Regions from separate parts of the Ovis aries genome. Here region 2 is linked to region 1. Evidence: chromatin contacts called from public Hi-C data. All regions are on one chromosome and are shown on one strand. Each heading gives the region's core, a stretch centred on a gene start, on an enhancer-like site or on the middle of the called end of the contact. The rest is flanking DNA. Distances are from core to core; before and after follow the strand shown.

What was found. A called contact is a pair of places that touch in the nucleus more often than the background predicts.
Region 2: a Hi-C map of blood shows a contact between it and region 1, with 3 times the contacts expected there. The contact joins the promoter of VEGFA here to the enhancer-like site in region 1. A contact is called at or near these places in 2 of 16 Hi-C or Micro-C datasets (both in blood).

Annotation. Positions count from the first base shown.
Region 1 is chr20:17,129,638-17,135,128 of ARS-UI_Ramb_v3.0, reverse strand. POLH (DNA polymerase eta) reads right to left here. Exons shown (of 11, transcript XM_004018846.6): 9 at 4,766-4,831; 10 at 909-1,078. It overlaps GTPBP2 (GTP binding protein 2), which reads left to right. Exons shown (of 13, transcript XM_060403201.1): 13 at 1-4,769. Among named protein-coding and RNA genes, the nearest start is that of GTPBP2, 20 kb to the left of the region's middle. Within about 2 kb of position 2,173, at least 3 of the 54 cell types and tissues checked have an H3K27ac peak or open chromatin away from gene starts, as enhancers often do.
Region 2 is chr20:17,277,457-17,282,577 of ARS-UI_Ramb_v3.0, reverse strand. VEGFA (vascular endothelial growth factor A) reads right to left here and starts at 2,180. Exons shown (of 6, transcript NM_001025110.1): 1 at 2,115-2,180. The coding sequence starts at 2,180. It overlaps LOC121817412 (a long non-coding RNA gene), which reads right to left and starts at 4,621. Exons shown (of 2, transcript XR_006057304.2): 1 at 4,369-4,621; 2 at 3,026-3,560.

The DNA of each region.
Region 1 (5,491 bases), core at 924-3,423:
CAGTCTTATCAGATACTATTATGCTTCCCTGCCAATATAATATTTTATACTCTTGGTGAAATTTGTTATTATCTGCCAGTTTATAAGGTTTAATGTGAACACAGTATCACAATTATCATTTGGTTCAGTAAAATCACTCAATAGTTGAAAATAAATAATCTTCATTCTTTACTAATTCTTGTTAGTCTTTGTAAATAACAAGTATACCAAGTAAGTAAGTATTCTTCAAGTAAGTAAGTCTTCTAAGTATTACAAAGACTCTAACTTTAGAAAGTAATATATTCAGATAAGCAATAACTTAAGATGGCTAACTAAACTTTTCTTTTTTAATCTCTAATGTAGATCTATATTAAACAACCAGTTTATCTTTCTCACATTAATATATTTACCTTGTGAATTTGGAATACTTTTACAACTTAAGAGGCTATGTTAAATAATGATAGGATTCCAATACTAAAAATCATTACTATCTGAACAGTAAATGAACACACTCCCATATAGAGCTGATTATTTTTAATGGCCAGCTGAAGTGAAATTTATTAAGGAGGATGATTTTAAAATATAATAGACAGTTGAGAGAGAAGTTCTCTGAAACTTAGGAGTTCTGCATTCCCAAGTACACCTGGTCGATCCCCTGACTATAACAACTTAGTATCAGAAAGGGTAGTGTTGGTTCAGTCTGCCTCTGAAACCTACCCCTGGGCACTGGACGGCAAACCCAATGTAGACAAAGAGGCTGAACCATGTTTCCGGTATTTCTCCTGGGTTCTCTCCCTTAATGCATGACCACCCCTCTCTGTAACAGGCCATGCTACAAAGAACCTACCCTAACTGGAAAGCTTATATACTAATTTTAAATAAAGACAGGGTATGAGTCTCAAATGAAGATGAGCTAGAAGGAAACTCACCATTCAGTCTGGGTTCCTGAAGTGTTACAGTTCCTAATGGTAGCAAATGCATCATGGCTCATCTTGTGAGCATCATAGTGGGTGAGGGCACAGCAGCGTCGCAAGCTGCTGAGACGTCTGTCTCCTTGTATACGCATGCTCACAACCAGCTGAGTGGCCACCCTGTCGTTCTGTGGGTGTAAGAGGATTGAGACAGAACTAAAGTTACCTTGAGCAGCTGGATTCTAATACTGAACTCTGTGAGAGAAAAGAATCAGGGTGGCATAATGGTTTGGAAATAGGGTTTCATTTTTAAAATATTTGTGCTGTTTCTGCATATAAGTAACTGGAGAAGACATAATTTGGGTGGAGTATTAGAATATCTAGGATATTTTGACAGAATAAATGAAAATGGTTTCTCCTAAATGTTCTTCTTTGGTATCCATGCAGGAAGATTATACAAAGGTCTACAGTACTATATTCTGTGACTGAAGGAAGAGTTCATGTAAGTCATTGAAAGGGGGTCAGGATTGAGTAGTGGATCTCTTCTTAACCTCTCTGGTGCTCTGATGCTCAAGAAGAGAAGTTTCTACTAGCATCTCCTTACAGCCCATCTATAGAAGATACACAGGTAGTGAGCTGCCTCTAGAAAGCAAGATCACTGACTCACTTTTCGGTGAAATCTAAGTATATGAATCCTGTTGATGCAAAGCAAACTAAGAAAATAAGGCCAAGAGGCAATAAGGTGACAAGTATACACAGGGACCTCTCAAAATCAAAAGATTCTAGTGAGAAGAAATATACTTAAGACAAATAAACCAAAAGTAGCAACTAATTTTTAGGTAAAAATACATTTTGTATTTTTGTGCATTTTGTAAATACAGCTTATTCAGGTTTGTATGTATCTCGAGAGATACATAACTACAAAGAAGTTCTTGTTGACTAAAACCAGTTACCTATAACTGTATCAGGCACTATCAAGAGATAAAGGAGAGAACAAAATAAAGTCCAGGCTCTGGAAGATCTTATCTTGTAGTAGGGGCTACATATAATAAACAAGTAGGCTTGTAATAGAAATGACTACAAAGTGCAATGGAAAAAAGCAGAGTAAGGCAGAGAGTGACGGAGCCTGCTGATATGATAGAGGAACTGGGGAGGAAGTGAAGGCGAAATTTACTTGGTGTGTTAAATAAATGGGGAAGAGGCCAGCAGAGTGGAGGCTGTTAGTGGACTAGGTGAGGGGGAAATGACAGGACATGAGGTCAGACTATCAGAGGATAGAGAGATGAGAACGGAGCGACACCTAGTGGGCAACATCAAATAAGCCCACAGCACAACCTCTTTATGTTACCTACTGAAGAACAAAGACCAAACTGCCAGCCTTTGTTAGATCACAGAGAAAGCAAGGGAATTCCAGAAAAAACACCTACTTCTGCTTTACTGACTAAAGCTTAGACTGTGTAGATCATAACAAACTGGAAAATTCTTCCAGAGATGGGAAATACCAGACCACCTTACCTGCCTCCGGTGAAATCTGTATGCAGGTCAAGAAGCAACAGTTAAAACCAGACATGGAACAATGGACTGGTTCAAAATTGGGAAAGGAGTACATCAAGGCTGTGTATTGTCACCTTGCTTTTATGCAAAGTACATCATGCGAAATGCCAGGCTGGATGAAGCACAAGCTGGAATCAAGATTGCCAGGAGAAATATCAACAACATATGCAGATGATACCACTCTAATGGCAGAAAGTGAAGAGGAACTAAAGAGCCTCTTGATGAGGGTGAAAGAGGAGAGTGCAAAAAGTTGGCTTAAAACTCAGCATTCAAAAAACTAAAATCATGGCATCCAGTCCCATCACTTCATGGCAAATAGATGAGTAAAAAGTGGAAGAAGTGATAGATTTTATTTTCTTGGGCTCCAAAATCACTGCAGACGGTGACTGCTGCCATGAAATTCAAAGATGCTTGCTTCCTGGAAGGAAAGCTATGACAAACCTAGACAGCATATTAAAAAGCAGAGACATGACTTTGCCAACAAAGATCTGTATAGTCAAGGCTATGGTTTTTCCATTAGTCATGTAGAGATGTGACAGTTGGACCATAAAGAAGGCTAAGCACTGAAGAATTGATACTTTTGAATTGTGGTGCTGGAGAAGACTCTTGAGAGTTCCTTGGATAGCAAGGAGATCAAACCAGTCAATCCTGAATATTCATTGGAAGTACTGATGTTAAAGCTGAAGCTCCAATACTTTGGCCACCTGACACAAAGAGCTGACTCACTGGAAAAAGACCCTAATGCTGGGAAAGCTTGAAGGCAAAAGGAGAGGAGAGTGGCAGAGGATGCAATGGTGAGATAGCATCACTGATTCAGTGGAGATGAATTTGAGTAAACTCTGGGAGATAGTGGAGGACAGAGGAGCCTGGCATGCTACAGCCCATGTGTTGCAAAGTCGGATATGACTTAGTGACTAAACAAAAACAACCAAAGAGCAAACATTTACTACCAATTCCGCTATAAAGGGGCAGACAGTTAATTACAGATGATTTTTGACAGTATTCAGTTGATGTTTCAACAGGAGAGGACACATCAAGCAATACCATCAGGAAAATGAAAATCCACAGGGAGAAAATATTTGTATATTATATATTTGACAAGGGATTTGTATCCAGAACACATAAAGAACTTTTAAAACTCAATATAAAGAGACAACTCATTTCAAAAATGGCAAAGGATCTCAACAGGTATTTCTCCAAATAAAATCAGAAAATAGTCAACATGCACCTGAAAACCACTTTATACCTAGTGACTAAACAACAAAGACATAGAGAAATTACAAGCCTCTTACATTGCTGGGAGTATAAAATAGTGCTGCGACAGCCTGACGTGCTAACATAGAGTTAGCATGTGACTCAGTATTCTACTCCTAGGTATATATACAAGGGAAGTGAACACATGTCTACAGAGAAATCTGTACATGAATGTTCACAGCACCATTACTTATAATAGCCAAAAAGTGGAAACAACTCAAATATCCATTCACTAATGAACTGATAAAATAAAATGTGATATATCCATTCAGTAGAATATTATTGTCATAAAAAGGAATAAAGGACTGATAGATGCTACAATATGAATAAACCTTGAAAACATGTTAAAGATTTCAAGCCAGTCACAAAAGGCCACATATAAGATTATTGCACAGATATGAAATGTCCAGAATAGTAAATCTATACAGACAGAAAGCAGACTAGAACTGCCTAGGGCTTTCGGAATAACTATTAGTGGGTACAGGATTTCTTTTTGGGTTATGGAAATGTCCTTAAATTTATTATGGAATAGTTGAACTCTGAAATATATGAAAACTACTGAACTTTATACTGTAAATGGGTGAATTTTATGGTATGTAAATATATATATGTGTCAAGTTTTTTTTTTAAAAGAGAGAAGATAAACTAATCATATATTTAATCTTTGCCTTAAGACTCTGTCTCTAAAACTGAATACTTCTATGTCACATGGACTGTGTTAAAGCTGAATAATTTACACTCTAATCCCTAAATGTCCTGCTTAACAGTTCTGTACTCTGATGAAGATCCACTGTGTATTCAGAGTTGGAGTAGGATTTAGATAATATACAAAAATGTAAAAGCAAATGGTAATGAGGGAGACAGGAGTAGTCAGGTCTTCACAGATCTAGTAGTCAGTAGTTCACAGATTTAGGTTTTTGAAAATCATATTGAGTTTTATGGCAGTTTTATGGGAAAAGATAAAAAATTTCTTAACATTTTGTAGCTGGTATCTTTTTGTATCTTCTTTCTACTCCATACTGATACTTATATTCCAAAGCTCATCCAAGCAATAAAGAAAATCTTACAGCATTTCGGTCCTTGGTGAGTCTCTCCTCTAGTTCCTGGGCTAATTGCAAAAGCCACCATTGCACCTAAAAAGAGTATTGATATTTTAATCTTTCATTTAAAGACTCTAGGTTTATTATAGAACTCTCAGGTAGCGCTAGAGAACCCGCCTGCCAATGCAGGAGACGTAAGAGACATGGGTTTGATCCCTGAGCTGGGAAGATACTGGGAGGCATGGCAACCCTCTCCATTATTATTGCCTGGAGAATCCCTTGGACAGAGGAGCCTGGCTGGCTACAGTCCATAGGGTCGCAGACATGACTTAAGCGACTTTGCACACACAAATGGTCATTTTGTTCGGTTCTCCCCAAAATGGAAGTGTGCAACAGTCTCCCCCATAAGGATCACCAGATGACAGAAATCTTCAGAACTCTGACCTGCCCCAATCTAAGAGTTTTCACTTTCTTTTCTTGCTGGCATGCTATCAGGTAAACTTCAGGCATGTTCCAGCTCTGAGAAAAAAGACACAAACTTGAGGCACAATGTCCTGGCTTCCTAAGTTTTCATCTACCAAAAAATGAGTAATTCCATTTCAAACTTCAGTCAGTTCCATTCTGTTTCTTTTTGGATGAAGAAAGAAAAAAATAATAATAAAAATCCCAAGTGAAATTCATCAATTTTCAACACAAAATCCCTTCGGTTTCCTGTGTATTTTACAGCATAAAGGTTCCATCTAAGTTTCCACA
Region 2 (5,121 bases), core at 931-3,430, 150 kb before region 1:
CAGAACCTGAATGTATCTCCAAAGCCCCAAGGCTCACACTCCCATCTCATTCTCTGGCTTCTTCTCCGTCCCAGACTGAGGGGGTCCCCAAAGTCCCTCTCACCTGCTGGGCACCTTCCTCCAAAGGCAACCAGGGAAGCCTTTAATGCCTTAGCACTGCCCAACCCCTAGTCGTGGCCACCTGCCCACCCCACCTGCCCCTCTTTGGGGCAGATCCAGAGCAGCAGAGCGGCACTCTAGCACACAGAACTGCAGACTCTGCAGAGAGAGAGTCTGCCTGTCTCTCTACCCACACCCTGCTGCAATACACCCCAGACCCCCAGCCTTGCCTCCAGGGCCAAGGTTAGATAACAGTTTCCAGGATCCCAGATGGACAGCCTGCCACTGCAGCTCCCTCAGGGACCTCCATGCCCAGGGGTCTCTGCCTGAGCCCCTTACCCATCTCCATGGCACCACTGTTACTCTCTGCCAACATTCCTCCTATGCCCTCCACTGCTCCTGGGCCCCAAAGAGCAAAGGGGTCAGAAATTTCATACCCCCTCCAAGGCTAGGGGGCACTGGGAGGGGCAGTTCTGGGCGGGGAGGGGCCAGGTGCCCTTCTCTGGGGGCCTCTGAAGGTCACACTGTGGCCAGGCAGCCTCTCCTCCCCCTCCCCCCCTCCCTTGGAGGCCTGGAGCCAAGGCCTTTGTGCCAGGGTCTGAGGAACTCCTGGTGGCAGCAGGGACCCCAGCCCGTTTCCTTCCTTCTGCCTCTCCAAGGGCGCTCTGAGCAGAAAAGGACCCCTCAGGTGGTTTGGGAAAGCAAGCTGGGTGGGCAAGTTTAGAGTTCCCAAAAACCACCTGCTCCTACTCCAACGCCCATTTCACCAGAACAAAGTGTGTTTGCAAGGCTGGCAGGAGCTCCCTCCAAAGGTTCGGGGAGGGCTAGTCCCACACTGCCCATGTCACAGCAAATTTCAAATCATTTTCCCAAAAAGTGCAAAGTGGAATAAGGACACCCTTTAAACCCTCCCTGCGGTCGCCCCCCAAAAAGCTAAAGCACAGCTCACTCGGAAGTATGGGGGAGGGGAGGGAAGCAGACTGTCACCGAGTCGGGACTTTCGGTAGAGTCTCGACAAAGCCCCGGGCTGGGCCGGGTAGCCCGACTCCTGACAGTGATCTTTCTTTCCTCGGAGTCTGGGGCTGAAGAGAGGTTATGTGGGTCTTCTCAGCAAAAGGGAGTTAAAAATAAAGGGGTGGCGGGGGCTTCTATTCGAGCAGGGGAGGAAACTGGGAAGGGGCGTGAGGAAATGCCTCCTAGGAGGGGTTTAAGGGCTGGGGACAGCGGGAAGGCACAGGGGTGGTTCTCCGGGTCCTCGGCGTGGGGCTACCTCGAGAGGTCACCTTCCCGCGGAGGGCCGGCGGGGGGAGGGGCGCGGCTCGCCGCCCCGGGTTCCCCGCTCGGGCCGCGGCGGCTCCGGGAACACGCGGCCGGCCAGGCCCGGGCTGATGTAATCGGCTCCGCGCCGCGCGCGCCCGGCCGGGCGGGGGAGGGCGGGCACCGAGCGGGACGCGAGCTGGGACGGGGGGGTTGGTGCGGCGCAGGTGGCCCGGCGGAGAGGGGGTCCCAAGCAGCAATCCACCCCAAAACTTTTCCCCAACTCGCGGCGAGGGCCGCAGAGATCAAGCGGCAGTGACAGCAAGCCGCATCTCTCGCCTGCCCCCTGCCCCCTCCACGCTCTCTGCCCTCCCCGGGTCCAAGGTCCGAGCACCCCCACCCCTGCCCGCCAGGGCTCCAGCTCCCGCCCCAGCTGCCCAGACTTCCAGTTCGTCGGGAACCAGCGGCCGGGAGCAAACTTCAGCCGCCGGCGGCAGCGCAAGCCCAGCCCCCTCAGCCGCCTCCTCCGGCTCCCGCCCTCCGCTGGTCGGCCCAGATCGTACGTGCGGTGACTCCGGTGGGTGGGCAGGGCCCGCGTGGGCGGTGAGACTCTATCCCGGTGCCCTCCCACCTAGCGCGCGCCCCCTCCCCCTACACCTACGAAGATAGAGGGGAAGCCGCGAGCCCGGTGCCCAAGGACCCGCGTGGGGCACGGAGTCCCCCACGCGCGCGCTCTCACGCACGTCCCCAGCCCTTACCTTGGCATGGTGAAGGTAGAGCAGCAAGGCAAGGCTCCAATGCACCCAAGAGAGCAAAAAGTTCATGGTTTCGGAGGCCCGGCCGGGGCCGGCGCGGCTCGCGCTCCCTCTCCGGCTCGGGCTGCGGGGCGGCCCGCTCTCCTCGGCGCCCAGGCGGGCTCCTCTTCCTCCCGGAGCCGAGGCCCGGGCCAGGGCCTGGGGCGCGCGCGCGGCTGGAGCACTGTCTGTGCACACAGCCGCCTCACCCGTCCATGAGCCCGGCTTCCGAGAGCCGAGTCGCCACCGCGGCCCCTTCTCCTCTTCCTTCTCTTCTTCCTCCTCCCCCTCCTCCGACTGCGGCTCCTCCCGGCCCGAGCGAGCACTTCTCCCGGTGCCGCTCGGCTCGGCTGCCCCGGCACGGACCACGGCTCCTCCGGAACGAGAACAGCCCAGAAGTTGGACGAAAAGTTTCAGGGCAACGTCGCGAGCCCCGACCCCCTCCACCCCGCCTCCGGGCGCGGGCTCCGGCTCCTGCCCGCGGCTCGCCGCCGCGTCCACCGTCGGCCGCCGGCCGGGGAGGAGGTGGGCGCTGGGGCAGGGGGCGGTGTCTGTCTGTCTGTCCGTCAGCGCTGCTGGTCCGACGCGGGATCCCGAGGGGGAGGGCTCACGCTGCGCTCTGGCGGTCACCCCCAAAAAACAGGTCACTCACTTTGCCCCTGTCCCTCTCGTGTCTCGCTCGTCAGCGCGCGCTCTCTGACCCGGTCTCTCTCTCTTCCTTCACTTCTCTTTGGAGCTCTTGCTACCCTCTTTCTTCTCTGCCCGTTTCCAGAATCCGAAGTGATTTTGGGGGGGAGTAAAAGAGCAATCTCCCCAAACGGTCGGCCCGATTTAGTGGGGAATGGGAAGCAAAAATAAATTAAAACGGAAAAGAATACGGTTAAAAAAAAATGTTTCAGAAAAAAAGGAGGAGGGTAAACCCTGGATAAATGAATATCAAATTCCAGTGCGGAGACCCCTGGCCGGTGACCCCGCCGGTCCGTCCGCCTCTTCGATGCGTCTCCCGACCGAGCGCCGCTGCCGCCGGCTCCACTCGCCCCCCAACGCCGCAGCCTCGTCGCAGCCCGGCTGCCCCAAGCCTCTGCGCTCCTCACCGCTACGAGCAGACTAAAAAGAAGGCAGGCCCCGCCCCCTGGGCGTGTCGGGGCGGGGCCAGACCCAGCCTCAGCTCCTGGGTCCGTCCCCTCTGTGCCTCTGGCTACTACCTTCCCTGGGGACACCGACCGAAGCCCGGGCCCCCACCCACCCCAGCAAAGGGAGTGCTCGATCCCCACCAAGGCGCACAGCCTGAACATTACCTATCGGCCCCCTCTGCCGGGAGACACACACGCCCGCGCGGTATTTGCGGGGCGGGTACAGGAAAGTGAGGTTATGTGCGGTCAGGGCTCCAGAGCTATTCCCTTCTCTATGCTGGGAATATTGGAGGGGGCAGGGGTTTGAGGGAGTCGGACAGGGACGGGTGGAAAGAGAGACACACAGATTCGTTGGAATCCTGGGGTGACCCCTGCCTTCTCCACCCCCCGCCAAACACTCTCAACTACCCGCCCCCCCCCCAACACACATAGTCACAGGCGTCCTCACTCACGCAGACGCTGCATCCCAAGTTCACCCAGCTTCCCTGTGGTGGCTGAGCGCCCCCTAGTGACTATCGGATGCACACCCCATCTCAAGTTCAAGAGGCCTCAAGAAGAGGGTTGAGGGAGATTACCCCTGACACATCCCCCTCCACCCCCCGTTTCTGACCTCTCAAACAGTGGCACGTCTGGGACTCGAGTGGTCCCACGTGCACAAAGCCCAGTGCTGGGCACAGAGGGCATGATGTATCCATCCGGACTCTGTGCTCATCTCCCGGCCTCATCTGGCCGGCTGACATCAGAGTTAGCTGCAGCCAACAGGCTGGGGTGACTGGGGTCCTTTGGGAAGTGTTCAGGGAGGCTCCCCTGGGGGGAAGTATTTGGCACTATGTTTGTGGGGCTGAGAACAAGAAGCCATGTGGTTCTGGGGTTAGTCAATGGCCCAGAGAGAAGAGGACCTGTTGGAGCCCACGTATGCACTGTGGAGTCTGGCAGAGCCCAAAGGGAGAGGCAGCTGGGCAGACAGAGGCCCTTGTTTCTGCTTCTCCACCCCCCTCCCCCAGATGTTGCCAGGGAACTGAGGCCAGGGGGCTGGTGGGGGCGGTTGGAGGCCAGGGCTCGAGTGATGATTCAAACCTACTCACCAGCACTAAGGAACGTCGGTAGGCCAGCTGCCCGGAGCTCCCACCAGGCCGGAGGCCAAGGCTTCTATCAGTCCCAGTCCAGGCTCACAGCTCATCTTCTGAACAGAACTGGGGCATTCTCCTCAGCAGCCCCCAGACCTTCAGGAGTCATTGCCTACTTCTTGCAGCTAGCAGCCTCTCCTCCCTTTTCCCCAAGTCCCCTCTGTTTCTTCAAAGCTCACCTCTTCCCCAACTCCCCATGTCTTCCCTAAGTGCCCCCCAAGACCCCCCACCCCACCCTTGCATATAGGAACCAGCCGGGAAAAAGTCCTGGTTGGGCTTGGACCCAGCAGCTCCCAGTCTCCCCCAGGGAGGAGGAGGGTGCACGGGGGTGATACCTGTGAGAAGAGAGGGACTAACCAGTCTCATTATTCATCTAGATCTGGCCTGGGCCTGCCTGGGACTGATGCAGCCTCTGTGAAGGCCCAGGCTGAGAATGGGAACTAGGCTGAGACTAGAATGCACCACTTCCCTCAAGTTGACCCAAACAATACAAGGAGGTTACTCAGCCAGCCCCTGGTCTCAGCACATGGTGCTGTGCTTTGGTGGGGGTGCTAGGTTACCCACTTAGTGCCGCAGTTCCCCAGAGTGGTGTCCTGAGGCCCTTATGGGCAGAGGGGCTGGCTCAGCCTCTACCCCATCCTACCCTCTCCATCATTCATGCCTCCAGTCCCGTCTCCACCACCTGGCAGGCTCCCCAGCAGCAGGGACAAG